Regions from separate parts of the Mus musculus genome. Here all the other regions are linked to region 1. Evidence: chromatin contacts called from public HiCAR-type and promoter capture Hi-C data. All regions are on one chromosome and are shown on one strand. Each heading gives the region's core, a stretch centred on a gene start, on an enhancer-like site or on the middle of the called end of the contact. The rest is flanking DNA. Distances are from core to core; before and after follow the strand shown. Region 1 holds the start of Wdr41 (WD repeat domain 41). Region 2 holds the start of Scamp1 (secretory carrier membrane protein 1). Region 3 overlaps Ap3b1 (adaptor-related protein complex 3, beta 1 subunit). Region 4 overlaps Ap3b1 (adaptor-related protein complex 3, beta 1 subunit).

What was found. Promoter capture Hi-C pulls out the DNA fragments that hold promoters and counts their contacts. HiCAR-type assays count read pairs that join an accessible place to other places.
Region 2: a contact with region 1 is called in a HiCAR-type map of astrocytes, with 2.3 times the contacts expected there. The contact joins the promoter of Scamp1 here to the promoter of Wdr41 in region 1. A contact is called at or near these places in 4 of 39 promoter capture datasets (hippocampal neurons, liver, pre-B cells and 1 more) and 2 of 115 datasets of contacts at active chromatin or transcription factors (astrocytes and embryonic forebrain).
Region 3: a contact with region 1 is called in a promoter capture Hi-C map of pre-B cells, with 2.5 times the contacts expected there. The contact joins the enhancer-like site here to the promoter of Wdr41 in region 1. A contact is called at or near these places in 5 of 39 promoter capture datasets (the 3T3-L1 cell line, HPC-7-derived erythroid cells, pre-B cells and 1 more) and 2 of 115 datasets of contacts at active chromatin or transcription factors (astrocytes and stem cell-derived neural progenitor cells).
Region 4: a contact with region 1 is called in a promoter capture Hi-C map of pre-B cells, with 3 times the contacts expected there. The contact joins the enhancer-like site here to the promoter of Wdr41 in region 1. A contact is called at or near these places in 9 of 39 promoter capture datasets (the C10 cell line, the HPC-7 cell line, cranial neural crest and 4 more) and 5 of 115 datasets of contacts at active chromatin or transcription factors (astrocytes, cardiomyocytes, embryonic basal ganglia and 2 more).

Annotation. Positions count from the first base shown.
Region 1 is chr13:94,975,050-94,977,695 of GRCm38.p6, forward strand. It overlaps Wdr41 (WD repeat domain 41), which reads left to right and starts at 1,295. Exons shown (of 14, transcript NM_172590.3): 1 at 1,295-1,540. The coding sequence starts at 1,490.
Region 2 is chr13:94,283,975-94,286,620 of GRCm38.p6, forward strand. Scamp1 (secretory carrier membrane protein 1) reads right to left here and starts at 1,307. Exons shown (of 9, transcript NM_029153.1): 1 at 1,246-1,307. The coding sequence starts at 1,302.
Region 3 is chr13:94,380,826-94,383,471 of GRCm38.p6, forward strand. All of the region lies in intron 1 of Ap3b1 (adaptor-related protein complex 3, beta 1 subunit), which reads left to right. Among named protein-coding and RNA genes, the nearest start is that of Ap3b1, 23 kb to the left of the region's middle. Within about 2 kb of position 1,321, at least 113 of the 459 cell types and tissues checked have an H3K27ac peak or open chromatin away from gene starts, as enhancers often do. A contact at or near this core is called in pre-B cells, where this site is marked.
Region 4 is chr13:94,459,064-94,461,709 of GRCm38.p6, forward strand. All of the region lies in intron 14 of Ap3b1 (adaptor-related protein complex 3, beta 1 subunit), which reads left to right. Among named protein-coding and RNA genes, the nearest start is that of Ap3b1, 100 kb to the left of the region's middle. Within about 2 kb of position 1,313, at least 9 of the 459 cell types and tissues checked have an H3K27ac peak or open chromatin away from gene starts, as enhancers often do. A contact at or near this core is called in the HPC-7 cell line, where this site is marked.

The DNA of each region.
Region 1 (2,646 bases), core at 45-2,544:
TTATCAGTGAGTACATATCATTTGAGTTCTTTTGTGATTGAGTTACTTCACTCAGGATAATGCCCTCCAGATCCATCCATTTGCCTAGGAATTTCATAAATTCATTCTTTTTAATAGCTGAGTAGTACTCCATTGTGTAAATGTACCACATTTTTTGTATCCATTCCTCTGTTGAGGGGCATCTGGGTTCTTTCCAGCTTCTGGCTATTATAAATAAGGCTGCTATGAACATAGTGGAGCATGTATCTTTCTTACTAGTTGGAACATCTTCTGGATATATGGCCAGGAGAGGTACTGTGGGATCCTCCGATAGTACCATGTCCAATTTTCTGAGGAACTGCCAGACTGATTTCCAGAGTGGTTGTACAAGCTTGCAATCCCACCAACAATGGAGGAGTGTTCCTCTTTCTCCACATCCTCACCAGCATCTGCTGTCACCTGATCTTAGCCATTCTGACTGTTGAGAGGTGGAATCTCAGGGTTGTTTTGATTTGCATTTCCCTGATGATTAAGGATGTTGAACATTTTTTTCAGGTGCTTCTCAGCCATTCGGTATTCCTCAGATGAGAATTCTTTGTTTAGCTTTGAGCCCCATTTTTAATGGGGTTATTTGATTTTCTGGAGTCTACCTTCTTGGGTTTTTTATATATATATTGGATATTAGTCCCCTCAAACTTTGATTTCTATGTGCCAACTAGAGATTGCTTTTCCTAGTCTACATTTTCAAAAGTGTCCAGGTAATTTTTGATACGAAGCCAGGTTGTATAACCAGTCGTGTAACTATTAAGAAAATTTAGAGGCTGACATAGAATGTTTGGAGCTAGAAATGTCGCTCCATGTTTCAGCAGCACAGCCAGGGAACGGATTCCTTCGCTTTATACTTCCTGCTTTGGAAGACAGTCCAGGCAATGTGTAAGAACCGGTTTTGAAGTTTACCGAGCAAGTCTTAATTCCATCATGGCCACCTGCTGGCTTTTATCTTTAGACACATTACTTAATCTTTAAGCGGGTCAGTTTCTTGGTCTGTAAAAAGGGAGGCGTTAGGGTTTGGTACAGTCCTTATTCTGTGGCACACAATGTTGGCTGCTTGGTGTACAAGAACGCCACTAGATTCGTCCAGGAGCAGAAGTCTACTGCAGGCACACCCTCTCCATCTGGCTGTTGGGAAACCAGGAGACTTGCTAGTGTGTTTAAGGGGCGCCGTAGCTACACAGGATTTAGACAAGCGCTGGTCCTGCGGCGACATGGCCGCAGCGCACGCCCACTAGGGGGCGCCCGAGCGACCTGAGCTCTTGCGCCAACCGCGCGGCGCCCACGCGCGTGCTCACTGGGGACGCGGAACCTCCGCCTCCGCCGTCGCGGCCTTCAGTGCGGGCGCCCCAACGAGACTTCTGTTTTCCCGCTGCCTCGCCCCAGGCTCACTCGGCCGCAGCCCCAGCACCTGCGCCGCGGCGGCCCTCGCTCCGTGGGCCGCGGACGCCCCGGCCCGATGCTGCGCTGGCTGATCGGAGGAGGCCGCGAGCCGCAGGGCCTAGCCGAGGTAATGCGCGGGGGCCCGGGGGCGGGGCCGGGGCGGGGCCTGCGGCGAGCGCCGGAAGCGGCTGCTCAGGGCCACCTGGCCTCTGCTAAGAAACTGGGACTTAACTACAAACCAGCAGGAGTGACTGCCACTCTTGATTTATTTGAACCGATAAGTCTTCTCAGCCGGGACTCGAATTTGCTTAAGGAACGTAAATTTAACTAGTTGCTTTCCGAGAAGCTAAGTGAGAAAATGATTTCTGTTTATTTAGTACATGTATGGTCTCATCGTCACATTGAAAAAATAATTTTGTCACCTTAAAAATGTTGACATCTGAAATTTACTTCATGTGCCACACAACAATTTGTGTTACACTTCCTTCCTTATAGGAAGCATTTTACAGTTTGGATTATTGCAAACTTGGCAGTTTTAACTTCCTCATAGCTTTGACATTGACACGTGATTTTTTTAAATCACTTATTTTATATAATTTGAAGTCCTTAGGGTTATGGAAGAATTGTGGATTATTGAATGGACACATAACATATATTTGACTATTTGCTTATTTAGTGAATACACTATTTTATTCAGTTCTGTCATACCTGGTAAAACTCTCACATAATTGAGTGACAGCTAGAAAAGAGACCAGATAAATGCAAAACCATCACCATGGGATAGCATGCTGGATCTTACGTTTTCTTTTCCACACAAAAGTACTTCAATTGTGTAACTGCCTTGAATATGTACACTATAAGAGCTGGTGATTTTTCCTAATGAATGAGAGAACATTACTTATGAATTACAGTCAGCCTTCCAGTCTAAGTGATTCTCAGTCCTGGGGTAATCTTGTCCCCAGAGGATAGTACAGTGTCTACTGTTGGCCATGGGTAGGTGTGATGGGGGCACTGTGTATAGAAGAAGGATGCTGCTGTCTATCCTAACACCCAGGAGAGGTCTCAGGAACAGAAACTTAACGTAGTCCAAACTCGCTTGTCAGACTTAAGAAACCTTGGTTAAGAACAAAGCTTCTTATGGTGAAATTGTACTGAATTTGCCTCCAGAAAGGGGGCCAATTGAGACTTCCCCTGTAGAGTTAAGTTACGAGGTGTGTGTCGTTAGCACAGGCT
Region 2 (2,646 bases), core at 57-2,556, 690 kb before region 1:
CAGGCTGAGGTAGAAGGAAAGAAAGTTCCAAAGCCAGGTACACTACCTAGTGAGACCCTGTCTCAAAACAACAATGAAAACCAAAACAAAAAAGCAAATGAATAGATCGGGAGGACCAGGTGTTGAAAGTTACAGTCAACTCAACCATAACAGCTTTCTCTGTAGTTTTGCAAAATGAGTCCAGCTGTCAGGTATAAGGGGGATAACTTCATTAAAAGAATCCTTCATGAAGACATGAGGTTAAAACCATCAGAACAGGGGTGCCTTTTGCTTCAATATTGCAGGTAAGCCACAAAAGGACTAAAAAGAGGTAAACCCAACAGGCCAGAAGCAGCACTTGGGTGCCCACAAATTAGTTCCTACTTCACCTTTGAGACTACAAATTAAAGTTTGAGCTGCACACAGTCAGAGCAATTAAGAAAGAACTAACCAAGCCAACAGTTGGAAGAAATTGCCTTGCTATGCCTCACAGTCTTTAAGAAAACCAAAGTACTTTTCAAGGCAAAGTTCTCGGACGCGGCATTAAATTTTAGAGCAGATGCCTAACATTTAAATGGCCTGCCTAGGCATTTATTTCTATGCCAAGCCCTTCTGAGGCTTGGGATCCGATCAGGTCCACTCCATGAAGGAAAGAGCTCACTCACGTGAGGAACGGAATCCTCAAACAGCTCGGATCCCCGGTGACGCACTCCCAGCTTGGAAAATGGCCCAGGGTCCACCTCCCTAACAGCAGCTAGGTGGGGAGATGCCCGTGTGCACTATTGTTTCCAGATGTTTATTTATTTTTAACTTCTGTTTGATGCCCGTTCCCCTAAACTGGGCCCGGTGGGGAAGGGGGCCTCTGGCAGCGCCACTGGTGGCTCTGGGAGCAACCGAGTTTTGATAATAAAAAACACCCCTTTATCCTTTTATCGCAGCGTCCGTGTATCCGCGCCTCTCTCCCGCACACCTTGGCCGTCACCGGCACGCAGCGCCGGTGCCAGGTCCCCATGACAACCCCAGCCCGGGCGCCCCGGCCTCCCGGCCCCCGCCCCGCGGCCCGCCGTGCCGACCGGACTAGTGGCGGCCACACATGCCCCGCTCCGCTCCGGACCCGGCTCCCGGTCCGGCCGGTCCGCGGCCCGGTGCGAGCCTCCTGGCTGGTGGCGCGGCCAGTGGTGACGCTGCGTCCCGAGACCCTCCCGACAGGGCCTCCACGGCCACCGCGACGCCCAACGCGGGCCAGGGCCGCGGCCGGGCGCTCACCTTGAACGGGTTGTTGAGATCCGGATCCGCAAACGGGTTGCTGTCAAAATCCGACATTGCCCCGGCACTGCGCGTCACCCACCCGAGCCCGGCGCCGAGACACAGACGAGGCGAGGCCGCCGCCCCCCTGCGCGCTCACGTCGCCGCCGCCGCCGCACAGATCCGGGTGCAGCTCGCGGGCCACCGAGCCGGCCGTGCCACTGAGCATGCCCGGTGCGGCGGAGGCCCGCGGCGCCCAGCCATCCGGCCGTCCCTTCCCGCCTGGATCTGCGCTCCGGGCTCTGCCTCCGACCGAAGGGCGAGCGCAGGCGGAGGGCAGGTTCCAAGCCCCGGGCCGTGGACCCACCTAGTGCGGCTTGGGGAAGGGGTGGTGGCCTGTGTAGGGGAGGACGGTGCGCGCAGGTCCCACGTGGCAGGTGGGGGAGACAAGACTTGGAGAGCGAGTAGCTGAGGTGCGAAAACATCCGCCGCAGACACCAAAGATTCCAGACCCCAGAGAGGATAGGAACCCTAAAGCAACTTAAAACATCGCTGCCCGACACACCCCAACCTGGGAAACCCAGCCGGTCCTCCGATCCCAGGTTACTGCGAAGTCACGGAAAGCGGCTTCGCGCTGAGGATCCGGAGTTGCTCCAAGAAAAGGCAACATTCACTGCGGGGAGGGGGGGGGGGCAGCCTCTGTCTCCCATCCTCCCTCCCCACTCATAAATAATGGGGGGTGGGGGCACGTGGGACGGCCGAGTAGGTGGCAGAGTCTATCGACCCAGACCCTCAAGTTACTGATAATGGAAGAGAAATTGTTGACGTTTATTTTCAGGCATTTGGATGCAGAATACACACCTCCTAATATTTGCCTTTTTTCTTCCAAGTGCCGGGAATGATTATTGAAAACTACAGTAAATGACATATCAGTCATTGCACCACCCGGAACTTGTTGAGAGGACATGGCTTTCTCAACTCTATCCTTCCTTCCACTTTTAACAGAAGGGCACTTGGGTGAACCCAGAATTATTTTTATTTGGCAGGGACCTAAGAACTGGAAAAACCCAGATTTAATTATCCATAGCTTTTTGAGGGCCTTGCGCTAGGCAAAGTCACCTAGGCAATAATAACTTTCCCCAATGTGAAAGCGCACCCACCCACCCACGCACAACGTGCTGTAGTCTGGTAGAATCCAGGTTGGGATGACAAAGCAGCTGCTTCTAAGGCAGCCAACTAATTAGGAAGTAGGCATCCAACAGTGATCACCACAAGGTGGAAAGAATCTAAGATTGGGGGCTCTGCTCCCAGATCCTCGGCAGCTGCCTGTACCTGGTTCTGACTCAGGGTTCAGCACCTGTTGAAATCCAAGCTCAACTACAAAAGTTACTTTGTGCTCCTGTGCTAACCTCTCTGAGTGTT
Region 3 (2,646 bases), core at 71-2,570, 590 kb before region 1:
TTTAGAGAGGCAGAGGCATGAAGATCTCCAGTTCCAGGCCACCCTGGCCTGTGTGGTGACAGTGTTTCACAGACTGATGACAGCTAAGACCCGGATGAGTATTACGAAGTTGTTGTAGATATACTGAATCTGCCATGGAAGGACCACTTAGTCTGTGTGCAGAGGGCACACACATATTGCCAGCTGCTCTATAGCTGCTTTATAGCTGCTTTATAGCTGCTAGAATGACCTCTGCTTGTATGAAGTTTTAGAAAATACAGGGTCAGAGTGGTAGCAACCCATCACGATGTTGGGGAGTGAGAATCTGGCTGTAAAGGTTGTGGGCAAGGTTGGAGGGAGTGTCCTGTGGTTGATGTAGCTAGTGATTGCAGGATTTTACCCATGTTTGAAAACTGAACAAAGTATACTCTTAGAATTGGAGAATGTTATAATAAGTCACACCACAGTAAGGCTGACAAGTTAATTGTGTGAGCTCTGCTCTCAAACTGCTAAAGAGCTTTTCTTTCTTTGAAAAATTCCAGTCTGTCATGGATGAACACTTCTATAAAATTCAATAAAAATAAATTACTAGAAAAATACAGTGGAAAAAGTATGTACAATACCACCCCATTTTTATTGGATTCAATAAACATAAAATTATACTGTCAAATTACTCTTCCAACTTTCCAAGTATGTGACTTTGAGTGCCTCCATGTGTCTAGGTAGTACTTTGAGTGGCACTGATGAGCATGGTGCCTGCTGGATTTCAGTTTCCTCTTTGTTTATACTGCTTTACAATGAGTGGAGGAAGAGAAGGAGGGGTCAGGAGTAGTGTTGTAATAAGTTCTGGGTTTCAGATTTATGAAAAAGAAAGTCCACCGATACTCTACCTCCCTCCCAGGTTGTCCTGCGTGACTCGTCCCATGTTGCTTTGGGCAGTATTCTGGTTTATTCTGGTAGAGTACAAGCGCCTTTCCCAGTCCAAATGAGGTTTGCTTTAGCTTTTCAGCAATGCATTTCTTGTTCCTTGAAACTTTTAGGCTTATTTTGAATGGGATAGAACAGTTATACCATTTAACACCACAAGATGTCACTTATGTAAAAATAAAGTCAGTTCCCTCAGATTGAGGGTAAGTGAAGAAGCAGGGAAAGAAAAGGAAGCCTGCGTTTGAAGCAGATAACACATGGTGTTTCAAATACTGCTAATTCAACGTTATTTCAAACAAGTACCTTGAATTTATAAACATTTCTTAATTTCTAAGTGTCATGTAGTAACACATGGTCCTGGTCAGTTTTGAGTACACACTCTGAAGGCATTGACTTAGGAGCAGGAAGAGACAGTGCATCCGAGACTGACAAGAAGGTGTCAGCTCTTTTAATCCTTCCTGTTTTGGTGACAAGCAAAGGGGCATTGGGGAAGGCACTATCTGGGAAGTCATAGTGACAGATTGGGGCTTGGGGAAGTTGGGCACTGCCTCTGGCTGAAGTAGAGCTTATTTCTGTTCCCTTGGACCTGAGAGTTAGTAGCTCTTCCCTGGGGCAGCACCAAAGGCATCCTGATTTCTCGGTTTTAGTTTTAGAGAACAGGACAGGACATAGGGTGGCTGAAAAGAGGTCCTTGTTTGCACGAATGTAGCAGGGACTAGCCAGGCTTCCGTTAGGACCGAGCAAGGTGATGTCTGGGTGAGTGGTAGACAGGTCCTAAAATTGATATTTCTTCTTCCTCATTGTCCATTTCTCTCTCCAGGTAACACTGGCGAGGAAAGTTCTGGAACATTCTTAGGGAAAAGGAAAGTGAAACCAAGGAGAAAGGCTTCCCCTTTTCTGGCATTTGGGTGTCTAATCATTTCTTCTTAGTTCCTATCTATTTCTGTTTTGTGTGTGTGTTTCCTCAACAGGAATACAATTTAAAATGTTTCTTTTAGGTTTTAGTATTTCCACTTAGTATCATTATGTAAAACGAAGGAACAGGACAAAGTAGGAGGAGGAGTGGCTTGAGATGCCCTGTTCCCCACCCACATCACCACAGCCTTCTATTTGTCTCTGAGTTTTGAAGAGCCTGAGATGTTAGAAAAGGGGATTCTAAGTTTACTACAGTGAGATTTATAGTAAATCTTCAGAGACAGTTTTTCTTTTAAAATATCTATTTCATTTTGTGTGCATGAATGTTTCTCCTGAGTGTGTGTTTGTACCATGCGTGAGCCTGGTGCCCTCAGAGGTCAGATCCTTAGGACCTGGAGTTACAGATGGCTGTGGGTGGTGGGAATAGAATCCCTGTCCCATTGGAAGAACAGTGAGTGATCGTAACCAAAGAGGCATCTCGCCAGCCCCAAACATTTGTTTACTTATTTGTTTGGGGTGGGGCACGCGTGATCTGTAGTGTGCATATGGGGGTCAGAAGTCGGCCTTCTGGAGTCAATTCTCACCTTCTCGTGAGTGCTGTGCTGAGTGTGTGCTCCAGGGTGCCTGACCACAAGCTTCTGCAAGATCCCCCTCTCTGCCTCTGTCTCACCATGGAGTGCTAGGATTGTAGATGCACGCCATCCCTGCCAGCTTCTTATGTGGGCTCTGGGGATTGACCCTGGCTATCAGGGCTGCATGTGTCATGCCTTCACCCTCATCGAATGCCCAAACCATCTCCTCAGCCTCGCAGTTTTTATACATAGT
Region 4 (2,646 bases), core at 63-2,562, 520 kb before region 1:
TTGCCCCACTCTTGCTCCAGTGTCCTGACGTTCCCAGTGGAGTTAGTGGTAGAGCTGCAAGCATACTGTTTTTGTGGACATCTGAGAAATCAGCCAGTCTTCAAAAGTTCTGTGACAGATTGTATATAGGGACTCTTTAGATGTTAGGTGTGCAGGGTTTAAAGAGGACAGAACATTGATAGATTTTGTCATATTAAGACGGATGTCATTGCTTATTTAGGGAGTAGCAAAGTTGACACATGAAGACTAATGTTCACATTGTTCTCCTTCCTGAGCTCATCCACACTGAGGAAACGCTGGCTGTAGCAGTCATCCTGTGTGCTCTGGTTGTGACCATAGTGTCCTTTGGTGTGTCCTTCATTTGTAACTGCTTTTCTGGGAAGGTTGCTCCAGAATAACATGCACACTGCTTGAGGGTTGCTGTCGTGGGCTTTGGTGTAATATTTCCACGTTACAGGTGCCATGAAAGAACACTTGGATGTTATTCTGGAAGGACAGTGAGTGGCACGTCATGCATGTTTGTCCAGATGCCTCACTGGACACTGCTGTGTCACGAGTTCCCCTTCACTGCACCTTGACACTGACACACAATTCAGTTCTAAGTTTTTAATGCATATAGAGCCTAGATACAGACTGTTGGGGTCTGACTTGCTGTTAGTGTGCAGCTCGCTTAGATAGCTACTCATTCTGCCTTTGGCAAATTTAAATAAATAAAATTGATGATTTTGTAGCTTTACTTTAGATTATTGTCCAGTGCAGTGGGCTGTTGTTGAAACACAATAGCTTTTAAATTGAGCTGCGAACAGAGCGATCTGTAAATTCTCTCTAGATGTCTTTTTATAACTGTGGTGGGGAGGAATCATTTGTTTTTGCAGGCAAGTTAATGGGTTAAAATGGCAGTGGCAAGTACCTTCTCTTAGAGGGCTTGAAAAGTGCACTTAACCACTTGCTCAGGGCATTCAGAGTAAAGAGTCGCACACAGTCACTTACAGTCCAGTTTGCCTTTGAGAATATTGAAAAGCAGGGGTTTGTATAAAGACTGTTATTCTATGTTTGACCTTGTGTGCGTGCACCTGCTCGCTTGCCTGTGCGTGCATGCGTGCGTGGTGTATTATTAGTTGAATTTTAGTTCACCACTTCTGCTTATTATGTTGTTGAATAAACCTGGGGAGCAGGGTAAACTCTTTTATTTGCAGCTTTAGTTTTAGCTTTAGGCGATGGAGGGATTGAATTTGAAGATCTTAGTTTTCTAACTAGCAAATGCATACCAGCCCTGGCCTTGTTAGTTTCTCAAGGCTTCCTTGTTTGGTTTTTTGATACAGCCTCATGTAGCCCAGGCTGCCTGGGCTTCCTTCCTGGTTCCTGCCTGCTGGGGGCTGGGACTCTAGCCCTGTGTTTCCCTGTCTGTCTTCTGAAATTTTTATAAAATATCATTACTATTTGATATACTATTATTATTATTATTCCTTATTATAAACAAGTTTCTACATTTTAAAAATGTTTGCTAAAGAATTTTTAAACTCAATTCTAGAACATTCCCAATGTTACCCTTTTTTCTCCTCTACTATCTTGACTTTTTTTCATTGTTGGAATTGATTTATTGATTTTTTAAAAAATTCTTTCAAATGTTGCTATTATGAATGCTTAGAGTATTAAAATACTGTTGTTTTAATCTTAATATACTCATGAGTCTAAAATGTTCTAATACCTTTATTTTGTGATTGTCTTTTTAATTAGAAAAGAGAATTAAGTATGTTGCCAAAGAAAAATACTTAAATCAGACAATAAATTGTGTTATGTTGTAAAATTCTGATTTCTAGAGTTGCAATTTATAATAAAATATTTAAGAAAAATAAATGTAGCATAACTGAGCTCTGAGTTGCCTATCTGTTCTCATTTAGAAGTTCCTCTCACTATGGAAGGCCACTTGAATTGCTCCGGGCTGGAAACTTAATGCACCACTCAATTACTGTTCTTTAGCCCAATTTAAAATAATAGATCGGGAGTAAGGTCTTAATGCAGTGTAACCTTGGGAACATTAGAAATAACCTCTTCCTCTCCAGAAGTCAGTGTACAGTAAGGGTATCGGTTTTATCACACTGCATGAATAGATTTGACATAGCCCTTAGGCCCTTTTACATTGCATAAGTAGACCAATTTCCTCTCTGTTACTGCGTTCAGTTTAAGTATGGATTAACGTCAATGCTGTTACAACGTTAGGAAGTGTATAGTTCTTACATTTCCAAGTGTTTTTGATGACCGCTGATTTCTGCTGATTCACGTTAGTCATTTTTATATTATTATATTATTGTTATGAAACAAATATTTGAAAGGAATTTGACATGGCTGATATTGTGATAAAATTATAGCCATGGAAAGGTTTTCGTTCTTGCTTTCTTCCTTTGAAGTCAAACTGAGCACCTATGAAGCTGCCCAGGAAGCAGCAAGGCTTGGAGGCCTTGGAAGGGACTTGACGGAAAGCTGGCATGCTGTCTGTTCTCACGGCTGCCACACAGTAGCCAGCAGCTTTTGCACTTAGAATAAAAAGCATATTTTCTATGCTAGGTGAAAATGTTCACAGGAACTAATTTACACGCCCTCTCAAATTCCTTCTGGAATAGGAGAGGATACAAATAAGCAAATAGT